2 separate regions of the Mus musculus genome follow, and region 2 is linked to region 1. Evidence: chromatin contacts called from public Hi-C data. All regions are on one chromosome and are shown on one strand. The core of a region is the stretch at or near the end of the contact, and the rest is flanking DNA. Distances in the headings are between cores, read along the strand shown. Region 1 has its middle 26 kb from the start of Gm34240. Region 2 overlaps Plch1 (phospholipase C, eta 1).

Region 1 (7,543 bases), core at 2,841-5,340:
GTTTATTCAGCTTACACTTCCACATTGCTGTTCATTACCAAAGGAAGTTAGGACTGGAACTCAAGCACGCCAGGAAGCAGGAGCTGATTCAGTGGCTATGGACGCATGTTACTTATAGGCTTGCTTCCCCTGGCTTGCTCAGCTTGTTTTCTTATAGAACCCAGGACTACCAGCCCAGGGATGCTACCACCCACAATGGACCCTCCCTCCTTGATCACTAATTGAGAAAATGCCTTACAGCTGGATCTTAGGGATGCATTTCCTGAAGCTCCTTTCTCTGTGATAACTCCAGCTTGTATCAAGTTGACACAAAACCAGACAGTAAACTACATGCTTCACAGCCTGGCCCAATCTCCCTCTCTTTCTCCTCCTCTTCCTCCTGGGACCCAGAAATCCCACATATCCTTCACCCAGTGATTGGCTTCTGTTGTCTTTATTGACCAGTTAAAATGTGGAGAAGGTTCACATGGAATCACCTAAGTACGTCGTGTCTAGTCAGAGCATTCCCTCTTGAGGAAGCAGAATTACCATCAAAATACAAAAAGTACTAGGGCAATCTTTTGTTCCCAAAAGATTCTGATAGATGGATTGAAGGACCTTTAGATACATTTTTTTTCAGAGTGTGGACCAGGGCAAACCAAGCTCCTTCATGTGGTGCCCTCAAGCAATGTCATTAAAAAAATCTATCTATCTATCTATCTATCTATCTATCTATCTATCTATCTATCTATCTAATTATCTACTTATCTATCTATCTACCTACCTACTTACCTATCTATCATCTATAAAATTTAAAGCCTCAAGAACAAAAAAAAAAAAAAAAAAACCCATCTATTCAGTGTAACACTATATCAAAAGGCTAAGAACTCCAAAGTAAATGTATTCTTTGATTTTGTCTTTTGACTGCAAGCAACAAGGACAATGTTTTAGGGCTGCTTAAGTTTTGTAGCTCTTCATTGATCCTAGATATTGATACTCTGATCTATCATTAATAAAGATATTGTTTTCCTGATCTGTGCTAGCTTTCATTCAAGTGATTGTTTTCTTTGCTTTTCACAAGCCTTTTAGTTTTATCTAATCCCATTTGTCAATTCCTAGGATTAGTTCTGTGCTACAGGAGTTCTGTGCAGGAAGTATTGTCTCTGCCTGTATCTTGTAGAATCTTACAGGTTTACTTTTGAGTCATCCACTCTGTTCCATTGGTTTACATGCCCTGGTAGTACTAACTTTGTTTTAACATGTCAGACGGACCCGAACCACATGTAAATCATGTGTCTCCAGACAGCAATTCCATTCACTGCACTTTTTAAAGATAGTAAAATTGTGCTGTGAGCCGGGTGGTGGTGGTGCACACCTTTAGTCCCAGCACTTGGGAGGCAGAGGCAGGCGGATTTCTGAGTTTGAGGCCAGCCCGGTCTATAGAGTGAGTTCCAGGACAGCCAGGGCTACACAGAGAAACCCTGACTTGAATAATCAAAAAAAAAAAAATTGTGCTGTGAATATGGATTCCAAGCTCAAGTGATTGTGGAAATGTTATGGATTCCAAGCTCAAGTGATTGTGGAAATGTCTGAGTTTAGGAAATTAAAATAACTTTCTTCATTGTATTATAGGATGGCATAGAGTTTTTATATTCTAGTGTTCATTCAAATACATATATTGAATATCTATTCAATATAATATATATAATAAAATGAGCCCCATGCTTCAAATTTATTTTTGTTGGTTAAGTTTCTTGTGATATATTAATTAATATCCAGAATAAGTGATCTATAGATGATGATTAGAGAAAGGCTAATGTACATTCATTTTTAAGAAGTTGTTTTTATTTTATGTATGATTATTTTTGCCTGAATATATTTGTGCACCATATGTGTGCAGCATCCACAGAGACTAGAAGAGAACACTGGCTCATCTGGAACTGGAGATACAGATGTTGCAGATGATGGTGCTGCCATGTGGGTGCTGGAAATTGAGCCTGGATCTTCTGGAAGAGCAACTTATGATCTTAACTCTTTTTATTACTCAATCATCTCTCCTGGGCTAATCTCTCAAGATAGATAGATAGATAGATAGATAGATAGATAGATAGATAGATAGATAGATAGATAGATAGAAAGATAGAAAGATAGAAAGATAGAAAGATAGAAAGAAAAAATAGAATAATTCATTTATTGTGTGTGTGTGTGTGTGTGTGTGTGTGTGTGTGTGTGTGTGTGTGTGTGTGTGTGTGTGTCTGTGCGCACGTGCACATGTACATGGGGCAGGAGGCCAGGGCACAACTTTCAGGAATCAGTTTTCTCCTTCAGTCCTGGAGCTGGCACTTGGATTGACAGGCTTGCTGGCAAGAACCTTTACCCATGAGTTATCTTTTCAACCATAGATTTTTAAATCAGACAGTTTATACAATGACTTAGAAAAAACAGCAATAACTGATATGTTGACTATATCAACTTTCCACTGATTTGGACCAAAGAAAATGACCTTGTGGAAAGTAAAACAACAAAGATTTTATTTAAAAAATCCTGTCTGAAAAACACTTTGTTTATTTTGACCCAGAAAATAAAAATTAAAATGGTGATGCAAATCTCCTTTGGATTATTTGTTTTATGTAGTTTGTGTCTTTCTTCCATGGCCTTCGTCTTTACTAGCAGAGTGTGGATTCTGCTGCATACAGCCTTGAAGCACATGGTTGATAAGGATACAGTACTTAATTCAGAACCCATCAAATTAAAGTTTCTCATTCAACCTAAAGATTTTTTTAAATTACATTTTATGTAATTATATTGTACATGCACGTATGTAGGTGGGTGCGCATGTACCACAACATGCATGTGGAGGTACCTGTCAATTTGAGGGAATCAGTTCTCTCCTTCAAACTATGTGGGTTCCAAAGATCAAACTGGGCTTACTAGGAGTGGCAGCAAGAGGGTCTGCCCACTAGGCCATCTTTCCTACCCCTAAAAATTCTGGAAAAACTGGTTTGAATCCAGGACTTCATTACTTTACTTTTAAAGTTGTTTCTACAGTAATAAAAATTAGAATCTGTAAGCTTACATTTTTATAATTGTTCTCAAGTATCATATTAAAAATCATTGATACAGATACACATTCTGAGTACTTCTAGTATAATTCAACTCGTTTATTTTAGCATCATAGTTGGCAGCTGTGAAGGTCTAACTAGTTTCTTAAATAATGAACAATTGTTCTTTCATGAGTTCATGTGATGCCAGGCTTTAACCTTGCTGTTCTTGTTAAGGTGTGCCAAATAAATTATCTCAACTGGCCTTCACAAAAGCTTTCCGAAGTACATGCAATTATTTTGCCCATTTCACAGATAGGGCTTTTATAGCAAAGATAAATATCCCCTTGGGCTCCAGTTTGCATGGAACAGTTGCCTGATGGCTGTCTACTCCACTGTCTGCCCCTCATTCTTAGTGTCAATTTGGAATAGTTGGAGACAGAGCTCTTGAAATCCATCTGGTTTTCCAAGGTCTTTCAAGCCTCATAAATTTGTGAGAATCCAAACATAGTTTGTTTACTGTTCACATGAATGAGTCTATATTTGGCAACTCCCAGGGCTCTCTTAATAATTAAAAACCCACAGTGCTCAAATCATCGTGGGAGTGAAAGATTAATAGGAACAAAGAGTTAGCTAATCGTGTTTAATAGGGCCAGCATGTGTAGCTGAATAAGGAGGAGAAAGGAAATAGTTCCCTCATAGATGGGATGCTACAAGGGTAGCATGTTAGGTTGTGCTCCCAGAGCTCGTGTTCCCAGAAATAAGCAGATAGAAGTCCAGGTGCTGTTGATCATGAGGGGCACTTTGCAATAACAACCAAAGTGGACCAAATGCAGCAAACATCCCAAGGACTCAGACTTTTGAAAACTGCTCTGACAACTTTTGCTACAAATAATTTATTGCTCACGGACACCTTGGCAGATATGCCCAGATGAATGCTTTAGCAGGCTGACTTCTAAAAGGTCATGTGATTCAAATTAATGTATATGCACAGAAACTTCCTCTTTCCCTTAAATATGTCTTGGCTTCTATTTTTTTATTTCCTTTTTGTCTCTGCTTGAAAAATGTTCCATCGCAAGAAACAAATGATAGTCTCTGTAATCATCTGGAAGTCTATTAAAGCCACATTGCATGACATGGTATTTACATTGAGAGGAAGAACTACGGTTAATGATTTTTGACCATCAAATACTCAACATTCTAGATTGACGAAGATCAAATTATAATCTCCGTCCTTGCTTGAACTCCTGTCCCTTTAAATGTTGAGGTTTTCAATATGTATTTTCTTACTAATCTGCCCCAATCCCTGTCTCCTCTGTGTGAGCATTTTCATGGGGATTTCCACATATACATCAAAAGTCTGCTACCACAGGAAAACAGGCAGAGGCACTGAAAGGGGAGTGAAACTTGATATCCAAGGAGGCAGAGTTGGACTCCAGCTGTGAGTGTTATGGAACTTATCCCAGAGGCAGTGACTTCAAACTTATGTTCAAGAAATTCACTGGTTTCAATGAAGAGGTAGGTATTAATTTCAAACTTATAAGCTGCTCAAATCAAACAAGAGGAGCGAGGTTTGTGGGTAATTAAAAAACAACATACCAGTTTAAAGGCACCACGGATCCAAAGAAAAACAAAACAAAATACAGACACATTCATGTCAGACTCAGTCTACAAGCACAGTTTTGAACCTTTGAGTTAAGGATCAAAGGGCATGAGATCAGTCAACAAACCCCATTGAGCACCCACAAACTTCAAGTCTACCCTTTTATTGCCTTACTCATAAATATGAGCAAACAGATAACTAAGAGAACCCCCAGTCTGAAAGATAAAGACGCCCATACAGTAGGTAAACTGCATAAACATGTAAACCTGGAAACGAAAACTACCATGTCCTCAGGGGAAGAGGAAAAGATACTGTGTCCTTGAAGCATGAACAAATGGATCATTTAGGGAACAAAAGAGGAGTCTTTAAAACATAAAATGTGATAGCAAATATTTATTTCAAAAATTCCTTGATAGTTGTTGGAAAATAGAATTGAGAAAATCTCCTATAAAGCAGACTGTGTTCTCTCACCAGGGAGCAAGAATAAAATATCACAGTCTGGGTGGCCCAAGGAACACAAATTTCTCAGACTCTGGAAGTCTGTGCTTTAGGAACCAATGTGACTAGGATATTCTGAGGTCTGTGGGTGGCCATCTCCCTGGTCACACTCTGTCTTCCTCTATGTGTTCCTGTGCCCAAATCAGTTTTTTTTTAATCAAAATATTAGACTTATTGGGCTAGTGTGCCCCCTTAATGACCTATTTCACTTCTTATCTTTGTAAAAACCCTAGTCCCATTCTGAGGCATCCAGGATCAGGGTTGCAACATTCAAATTAGAGCAAGGATAGCTATCCAGCATGTCCTATGACCCAAAATAATTGAAAGTAGACTAGAAAAAAACCAAAGGTATGAGCATCTGCTCTTCAAAATGTGTGAGTTTAAGAAGAAAAGAACAAGCACAAATGAAGGAAGCCATGAGTGGGAGTGTTTAAGAAAGTTTCTCTGAAATAAAAGATTTGGTTCACAAAACTAGATGAGGCTGTAAATGCATGAAAAAAAAATGAATGAAGATAGTTTGAGGCCAGAGCAATTATGAAAAGCTCTCAGAATATAGAAACTAATGGGAGATCCTATGGACACCTTTTGAGAAAAGCAGTTCATAGCAATAAAACACAGAACAGAATGGCTTCATGTATCTCTACAGCAGTGTTCAGCTAAACCACAATGGAGGAATGCCTTGACATTTTGGAGGGAGAGAGAAAAAATTCTGTTTGAACTTGGTAACTTGGAAAGTTCTAAGACTAAGAGAAAGGACAGCTATCCTTGAAGCTTCTGGGGAAGGTAGTCACCAATACGGAAGCAAACCGAAAGAGCTTGGGCAGACAATGACTCACGCACAGCTGCCCATGAATACAGGAACATGACAATATATTTGAATTAAATGGTCTGGGATGATGCTGGGACCACAGAATTTTTCTATGCTTCCAGGTTATTTTTAGCTCTACTCGGGGTGTATTCTGGGGAGACAGGGAATCTCCATGGTAGCAGAAGAGACCTGAGAATGGGGTGCAACTCCTGTCAGATGAAACTTGTTGGAAAACAACCTAAAGAATTTGAATTAATGAAGCAGATATAAAAGCCATAAGACTAGCATAGGGCTTTAGACCCTGGCTTCTTAAAAGTGTGGATCAGGGTCTACATGGTATCATAGAATGAGTGCCGGGGTTGTGAAAATTTTAGTAGCAATAAAGGGTTTGGAATGCATGATGACTAAAATTTTTTTCAAAATCAAATGCAAAATGAATCAGGGTGTTTTGGCATACCCTTGTTATACTTGGTGACTTCCCTGCTGGCTTGCTGATAAATATAACTTTCCCATTTTTAGCTGTGTGCATCACCTCTCCATGCCATGGGGATGAGGGCTGGAAAACAAAAGCAAGTTCCAAGAGTATTATATGTTAGGAACTGCAGTGCTTTACTGTACTGTACCTGCAAAAGTTTCTGTTCTTATGGAAACATAATCTTTTTATATGGAAACAGTGACCTAATATTTTCATACTATTGTTCCTTAGCATTAAAGTGTCAAATTATTATGTCTTTACATTGTATTGTGCTATAATTGATTTGTAAAATTGCTGTTTCAGGTGCTGACTTGAGTTTCATAAACTGCTGCTAAAGGAATTTTGACTTGGGATTAGGACAGAATTTCGAATATTTTTTTAATGACTCCAATCCTGATTCTGTCACTTTGTATTTATGCAAAGCAGAATTCTCAGAATTGATGATTAGGTTCTGGAAAATTATGATGCTTCATGTCTTGTAACTAATATTAAGCTAATACTTATCTCTTTATGTATTAATGAATAAGCAGTCATCTCATTGGTATGCACATTTCCATTTGTCTTTAGTAGACGGTGTCTAATTTACTGCTCTATTGCTGTGAACTGCATTGAGTTTTAGTTGACACCATGGTCAAGGCAACTCTAATATTAAAAAAAAAAAGAAATTCAACTATTCAACTGTGGGCTTGTTTACAGGTTTAGAGGATCAATTCATGATCATCATGGTAGGAAGAAGACAGGCATGGCACTGGAGCAGTAGCTGAGAGTTTTATATCTTGATCCACAGACAGGAGGAATAAGAAGAGGAGGAGGAGGAGAAGGAGAAAGAGGATGAGAAGGAGGAAGAAGAAGAAAAAGAAGAAGAAGAAGAAGAAGAAGAAGAAGAAGAAGAAGAAGAAGAAGAAGAAGAAGAAGAAGAAGAAAGAGAGAGAGAGAGAGAGAGAGAGAGAGAGAGAAATTGGGTCTGTCCAGTGTTTTCCACAACCACAGATGATAGAAATATATACACAATTTTCTTGTACAATGGTGGGCCTCAATGGCATATAGCCAATTGTCTTCTTCCATGGTGGGGTGTTGGTGTGTAATGGGGAAAAATAAAAGCTTGAAAGTTTAAGTATTTTATTCAGAGTATTTGACTG
Region 2 (7,543 bases), core at 2,148-4,647, 460 kb before region 1:
ATTTGCCATGCTTATGCCTTCTAGAGCCCTTCAGAGGATAGAACCCCAATGATTCACCTCCTGAAATCACCATTGAAGATTTCTACATATGAACTTGGGAAATACAGATGTTGAGGCCACAGGATATATTGGTGACTAGAATATTTCAACCAGGGCTCCATCACAACTTGGTGGTTAAATTCTCCAGGCTGAAGAGAGAGGGAATCAAGTAAAAGATGTTTACATTTTGTGAATCTGACCTTGGTTATTAGCTTGACACACCCGAGAACCTCAATCAAAGAACTTTTCATCAGTCTGGTGTATGCTCGTGTCTGCGGCATTTTCTGGATTGCTAATTGATGGAGGCCTAGCTCTGTGGATAGGTAGTGTCACACCTAGGCCTCTTCTTCTTCTTCTTCTTCTTCTTCTTCTTCTTCTTCTTCTTCTTCTTCTTCTTCCTCTTCTTCCTCTTCTTCCTCCTCCTCCTCCTCCTCCTCCTCCTCGTCCTCATCATCTTCATCTAATGCTTTCTAGCTGAGCAGAAGCAAGCCAATAAGAAACATTCTTCTGTGGTCTCTGCTTAAGTTTCAGTCTCCTGGTTCTTGCCTTGATTTCTCTGGATGATGGACAATAGAGTATAAGCTCAAATAAAATAAACCTTTTTTTTTTCCCCACAAGTTGTTTTTGGTCAGTGTTTAAGCATAGTAACCAAGAAGCAGGCTAGGACATTTTAAGTTTTTTTATGTTGAAAGATTTTGTTCCTCCTATAGAACTAACCAGTACCGCCAGAGCTGTGTCTCTAGCTGCATATGTAGCAGAGGATGGCCTATTCGGCCATCAATGGGAGGAGAGGCCCTTGGTATTGCCAAGATTATATGCCCCAGTACAGGAGAATGCCAGGGCCAGGAAGTGGGAGTGGGTGAATTGGGGGGGGGGGCAGGAGGGTATAGGGATAGCATTTGAAATGTAAATGAAGAAAATATCTAGTAAAAATGCTTTAAAAAAAGAAAAGAAAAATAATAATATATATCATATCTTTGCCAAATTAAAAAAAAAGATTTTTCATCAGTTTTGCTGATTTTATGGTTAGAATGGAGTTGCTGCACCCAGTATCTTAGCTGTCATCATTGTGAATTTGCAGAACACATCCCATACACATAGACCTACACAGACCCACGAGTTTTTGTTTTAATTTATTATTTTGCACAGGATTTCATTATTATCCCTAGGCTGTCCTTGAACATAATATCCTCCAGCTTCCACATTCCAAGTGCTGAGATCATAGGCAGGGAATCTCACGCCTGGCTACAGGACATATTTTAAACCTTCACATTGGATAACAGCCTTGTCCCTTATGGCCTGTGGAGGTTAGAAACTTGCGTTTGGAATCTGAAGATATGATTGAAGGTTGTGTTTCTGACTTTTCCTGGCAGTGTAAACAAATCAGTCTAATAGCATCTCCTCTTCTTTGGTGTGGTAGAAGGAGATAACAGTACCTGTCTCCGAAGATTAATAGGGCGTGGATGAGAAGGCTGCATGAGTACCTGCTTTGCTAACTATAAACATCTGGATCAGCGATGAGCACAGGGAGCAAAATCTGATAATGACAAAAAAAAAAAAACCCACAAAATTGAATTAGCAAGGGAAAATGAGCATGAATAGAGATAGGGTCTTTTTTCTTATTATTGTTAAATTCCCTTTACATCCTGATCACTGCCCCTCCTCCTCCTCTCAGTCCCTGCTTCACACAGTCCCTCCCCCTTACTTTCTTCCTTGAGAGGGTGGATCCACCCTCACCCCCCTGCCCCACCCCCACCCCCCACATCTCCCACACCCTGGCGTATCAAGTCTCTTCAGGGCTAGGCCAATCCTCTCCCACTGAGGCCAGACAAGGCAGCCTTTTCTGTTAGGAAAACAGAATCCACAGAGGGCATATGTTCTTTGGTTGGTGGTTCAGTCCCTGGAGCTCCCAAGAGTCCAGGTTAGTTGACTCTGTTCATCTTCCTGTGGATTTCCCATCCTCTCTGGGGCCCATAATCCTTCCCACAACTGTTCCATAAAACTCCCCAAGCTCCATCCAATGTTTGGCTGTGGGTCTCTGCATCTGTGTCAGTCAGCAGCTGGGTGTAGCCTCTCAGAGGACTGTTATGCTAGGCTTTGGTCTACATGTATAAAGGTGTCAGGGATTGCTGTTTACCCATGGGATGGGTCTCAAGTTGGGTCAGTAATTGGTTGGCCATTCCCTCAATCTCTGCTCCATTGTTGTCTCTGCATTTCTTGTGGAAGGACAAATTTGGGGTGAAAAGTTTTATAGGTGGGTTGGTGTCCTTATCTCTCCACTGGGGATGGTCTTCTTTTTAGTTCCATGTACATTAGCAAGTGTAAGTGACATGCACATATTTTGTAAGTGAGCGATACTACTGTTAATTATGAAAAACGTATTTTCTTGGAAAAGGTAGTGCCCTTAATAATACAGAGGACTTCAAAATTGTGTATTTAGGTAAAATGCTGGAATAATGAATATTAAAAAATAGTTATTCTAGGAGAGAGATTTGCAATGAGGAAAGAGGATACCAGAACAGGAAAGAACATGGGGGTACTTCAGTACTGCAGTTTTGAAAAAAAAATAATAACATTTCATTGTTTTTGGTGAATTTACTTGTGTTGCTGGATATCAAATTCAGGGCACTGTACTTCTAAGCACGTGCTTTATAAGGCACACTCCACCCTTTACTACATTATTTATACATCTAAAAATATTTGGGATATAATATGAGATGTTGGCTTTGGAGGGCAAAGGTAGGCTTGTTTCTGTAGTCAGCTGTTCTGCAGCATTTCTCTCCGTGGTCCCACATGCTTTTCTTTACCCCCTCAGCTTAAGAAACAGGAGCATCATTCTAAGCTGGCAGGGATGAAGTGAAAAGAAGGGGAGGGATTCAGGATTGTGTGGAGCAGCAAGCAGTCTGAACGGTAGATAAGATCCCCGTTGTGGAAGGTTAAGGAGAAACTTACCAAGCTCCTGGAGCCTCCACTAGCTGTCCCAGTGTGACACCTTATCCCACTGGGATACCTTACCTTTTTCACTAAGCCACTGGGGTACATTTACAAAACTATAGACTGTTGCAATAGGACAGATGACAAAACTGTTTTCCACCTGTGGGGTTTGCTTCTTGCCAGCCTTGCAGTTTTGTTATGTTTTTTGTTTGTTTGTTTGGTTTTGGTTTTTTTTTGGGGGGGGGTTGGTTTTTTTGGTTCTTTGGTTTTTTTTTTTCTTCCTGCTACTGTTCCCCCCCACCTCCAGCATTGTGATGTGAACCGAAAGGAGGTTGGAATTCTGAAACGTCACTAGCCAAACCTTGTGAACAAAGGCTTCCTTGTTCAGGGTCATGCACATTGGCTTTGCAGTTTAATTCATCAGCTCAGATCTCTGCTTTTCAAGTGTTTGGTCTCTGCAGAGGCTGGAATCTCTGCAGGTTCTGTGAGCACATTATGCTAGAGGCCTGGCCAGCTCTAGTTACATCTGTAAGCCTGGGTGGATCCAAGGATTAGTGGCCCTAAATAAATACCTCCAATGAACTAAAAGAAGGCAAGTAAACTTTGTTATAGTTTGGCATATCTGTGCCCAATTAGACTCTGCAATAATTTCTAACATTTTGCGAGTTGGTTACATAACCTACCCGGATGTCACCAACACAAAATTCAGGAGTTGAGAATAATAGCTCACCTGCTAGTGAGACCTCTGGAAATTGATTAGTATTGACTGTTTTGGATCCTGATAGAATGCAATTGAGACCTGGAACACAAAATATAGTCCTGAAACCTGCTTAATGATAGCTTGCTTTCCTCAGCAGACAGCAGTAGCTGAGTGCAGGATGATGTTGTTGGAAAGAGTTATTGTTTTGGTATGGGGGAAAAAAAAAGCAGCATTCAAGTTCTTGGAAGTTCTGTGGGAAGTTTGTTATGGGCTGGAGGAGTCCTGGTCTACATTTTAGCCTTGTATGTTGCCCCCAGTGCTAGGCAACACATGGCAATGTGCTGTCTGGGTGAGCGTGTGCCTGCTCTTTTCTTCATTTCTGTCTCATTCTGTCTCTCTTGATAGGGCAATTTCATTTGGATGCTGTGCCAGACATCTTCCAACAATGAACTACTGGAACGGTGAGAAGAGGAACTGTGTGCAGTACCGCAGACATTTTCTGGTGGACAACCGCGTGTTTCATGGTGAGCTGTTGTACTTATGTAGCTGAGACTCTGCTTTCGGAAAATTACTTTCATTGTACTGTTTTGGATGCAAGTATGGTCTAATTGTTGGGCTGAACCAAGAGCTTGAGTTTGTCTTAAAATTCCACCAGACCGTGACCTGCAGTTTTCATCAACGTGAACTTCCTCAAAAAACAGCAATGGTGTTCTTCTTCCTACCACTCAGCCTTTCTACTCCTGTTGACTCCCAAAATGTACCTTTTCAATGGTTGTAACTATTTGGGGTTTGAAAACTTAACCAGTGTATCAGACCACAGGAAAAGAGAACAGAGAACCTTGCTACACTTCAGAATGTCTGCTGGGTGGGTTACTGTAGCTCAACAGAGGGTTATTAATACAGGTCATTTTCCTGATAAATAATAATTGTCTTAGACCATTGCCTTTAACCAGGCTATAGCTTCTTGTTTAGTGTCTCATAGTCAGGGATAAGCTTTGTCCATCCTCCTACCAAGATATTCCCATGGGAGTAATTTATTTGTGAGCCAAAGGTTTCGGGGGTATTGGAATTTGTAGAGCAATGTCCATCAGAAGTCCAGGAGATGCAAAGGTTTCATGAGACCTGAGTGATGCTTAATTAAACACACTACTGTTTATTTTCAACTTTCGCATTGTGGATTTCATCCCTCATTTTGGTAACAGATTTAATGTGTATCATTACTTTAAAGGTAAGTCTGTGACAAGTGCTACTCTACCCACTGGCTCCAGTAGTTGTATGGCGCTCTTCTCAAGACTCCTCGTGTGACCCTGCAGAGGGTGACTTTATCTTACAAGTAAAGAAAGGAGGCTGAGACTGTCACCTTAGCTAACCCCTAAATTGCAGTCCATCTTTCTAGGCTGATTCTCTCATTATTGTCATTTCATTATTGTCAACACGGAAGATGTGGGAAGTAACTGGGATATTACTTCAGAAGTGAGGATCTGTCTTGCTCTCCTCTGAAGCTCACCCAAGAGTGCTGTTGGCTGCTTCGTGTCTACACTCATGTTGTCAGCCGTATGGTATTTTCTGTTAAGATTTATCTGTCTCAAGGGACAGAGTGTTACTGTATTGTTGAAATGACGCAGTTTATTGCCATTTTCCTTATTGTAAATGTCTTCACCTGGAGAGTTAAAACCATAGTTATGATGTGAATAAAATTCTGATATGTTTTTATAGTTATATTTCAGTTAGCATGTTTCTATATCTCGGTCTTTATTTGCCTTTTTTTTATTTCAAGGAAGAAATTATTTTGGCTCACAGCTTGAAGGCACAGCCTATCACTGGGGGGGGGGGAGTGGTGTCAAGTGTTTTAACTATGGAGGTAACAGCAAGAGTCAGCTAGTCGCACTACCTCAAGAAGTATAGATGAATGCTTGTGCCTAGCTCCTTTTCTCCTTTTCCCCATTTTTAAAAATTCATTCTGGAGCTCCAAAGTCCACAGTTAGAGTGAATCTTTCCTCCTCAGTTAACTCTTTGGAAGCTTTCTCACAGATACACCCAAAAGTATGTCTCTTAGGTGAGTCTGAAGAGTCAAGTTGACAATGGTGGTTAGCTATCACGAGGAATGCTATGTGCAGGGCCTAATAGTGAGCACTGCTCTTTTGAGCCCTTTGGAAATCTTTGTAATAGTTCATCCCATTGTTTGGATAGAGGAACTAAAGCTTAGAGGTTTTGAAGTGGAGATCCGGTGTTCAAACTCTGATCTTCAGGTCTCCACAACCCCAGTGTTTCTGCCTAATCCAATCTATCATTCTGTTCTGCGAGATGAGTTCTCAGAACTCTACCACTCAGCTACACCCCTGGGCCTTGAGAGGTTTGAAGTTCATTCAAGGGTCCTTGCTCTGTCATTAACCAGTAGTGGATGAACTTGAACAAATTAGACAGTCCTTCAGGTGTGTAACTCTCCCTTGTGTCAGGACTCAACCCTTGGAGGTAGGAACAGTGAACTTCCAAGGTATGGGCAGTGGATTCAGTGAGCATGCAGGCCTGTTTCATAGTAAGGAAGTGTGAAATAAGCATTCTGGTCTTGACAGGTTTCAAGGTTATTTTCTGGCATCTTAGATTCCTTTGAACTATCTCTGAGAGTAAAAATTTTTACATTTTTGTGAGTGACTTTTCACCAAACACAAGATACACAAGGGGGCAGTGTCGCATTGAAAATGTGAGTTGGTTACTTTTCATGGTTCAGGAATTACTTCTCAAAGGGTTTAGAAATATTAAATCCTCTCAAGATTAAGAGACTTGAAGCCAGTTAGAACCACAATTCTCTTCATTTGTAATGCAACTAGTGCCTTTAAGAATTGATTCTGATAGGGCAAGTCATCAAACTTGGTTTCTTTGCCTGAACTGATTTAGTGATTGAGGGCTGAAAGACTCCCTGCTCATCTGTCTGTGGGAACTCATCACTTGGCTAAAGTAGGAACAGTGAACCTACCAAGTGTGTTGGTCTGAGTCAGGACTCAACACCTGTGAGGTAGGAACAGTGAAACTATCAAGGTCAGGGCTGTGAGTTCAGTGAGCATGTTGGTCTGTTTCATGGTAAGACAGTGCTAATAATAATATTTGGGCAATTCAATAACATCGAGGGAGGAGGGGGGTTGTGGCGGGGGAGGGAGTGAGCCAGGGTAAGATGAGGTGAAGAAATGTTTATTTGGAGAGAGGGACTTCTGAAGCAGGCATGCTCCTTCATCAACTTTTGCTTACCAATTGGCATTTTTGTTTATATTAATGGCAGTTCTTATATAACCAAGTCAACTATGATAAAGAGAGAGAAGCCTTTATATCACAAAATTAAAGCATCATTCCACTCACATGATAGCCTTTTGAAATATGCCCATTTGAATGAACAAATGTCTTAACATTTATTTTTCCACAAAGACTTGAGCAGTGTTCCCAGGAGATGAGATAACTACATTAAAATGGGGGACTTAGTACACAAAGATTCTGAATAAAAGTTGAAAATGTAGCATCGCTCTTCATAAAGCTCACCTTACACTCATTTTCTGGTTATAATGGCAATGTATTCTCATTGGAGATGATTTAGAAAAGTTACAGGCCAAATTGAAGAGACTCCTTAATCCAACAAACATCTTGCTTTGCCCTAAATTGTTATCTGTTTGTTGAGTATTGACACAAACTAGAGTCACCCTGGGAAGAAGAAACCTCAAATGAGGAATTACTTTCAGTAGACTGGACTGTGGGCCTGTCTGTAGGGCATTTTCTTGATTGCTATGGGATGGTGCAGCCTGCTGTCGGCTGTTCTGATCCTGAGCAGGTATAAGTCAAGTAGCTGAGAAGGCCAGGAAATAGTAATGCCCATGGTTCTCTGAT

Evidence for each region. A called contact is a pair of places that touch in the nucleus more often than the background predicts.
Region 2: a Hi-C map of uterus shows a contact between it and region 1, with 2.8 times the contacts expected there. The contact joins two enhancer-like sites. A contact is called at or near these places in 1 of 484 Hi-C or Micro-C datasets (uterus) and 1 of 115 datasets of contacts at active chromatin or transcription factors (kidney).

What each region holds. Positions count from the first base shown.
Region 1 is chr3:63,409,613-63,417,155 of GRCm38.p6, reverse strand. No RefSeq gene overlaps it. Among named protein-coding and RNA genes, the nearest start is that of Gm34240, 26 kb to the left of the region's middle. Within about 2 kb of position 4,090, at least 35 of the 459 cell types and tissues checked have an H3K27ac peak or open chromatin away from gene starts, as enhancers often do. A contact at or near this core is called in uterus, where this site is marked.
Region 2 is chr3:63,867,310-63,874,852 of GRCm38.p6, reverse strand. Plch1 (phospholipase C, eta 1) reads left to right here. Exons shown (of 24, transcript NM_001370984.1): 3 at 4,079-4,197. The coding sequence starts at 4,119. Among named protein-coding and RNA genes, the nearest start is that of Plch1, 28 kb to the left of the region's middle. Within about 2 kb of position 3,397, at least 33 of the 459 cell types and tissues checked have an H3K27ac peak or open chromatin away from gene starts, as enhancers often do. A contact at or near this core is called in uterus, where this site is marked.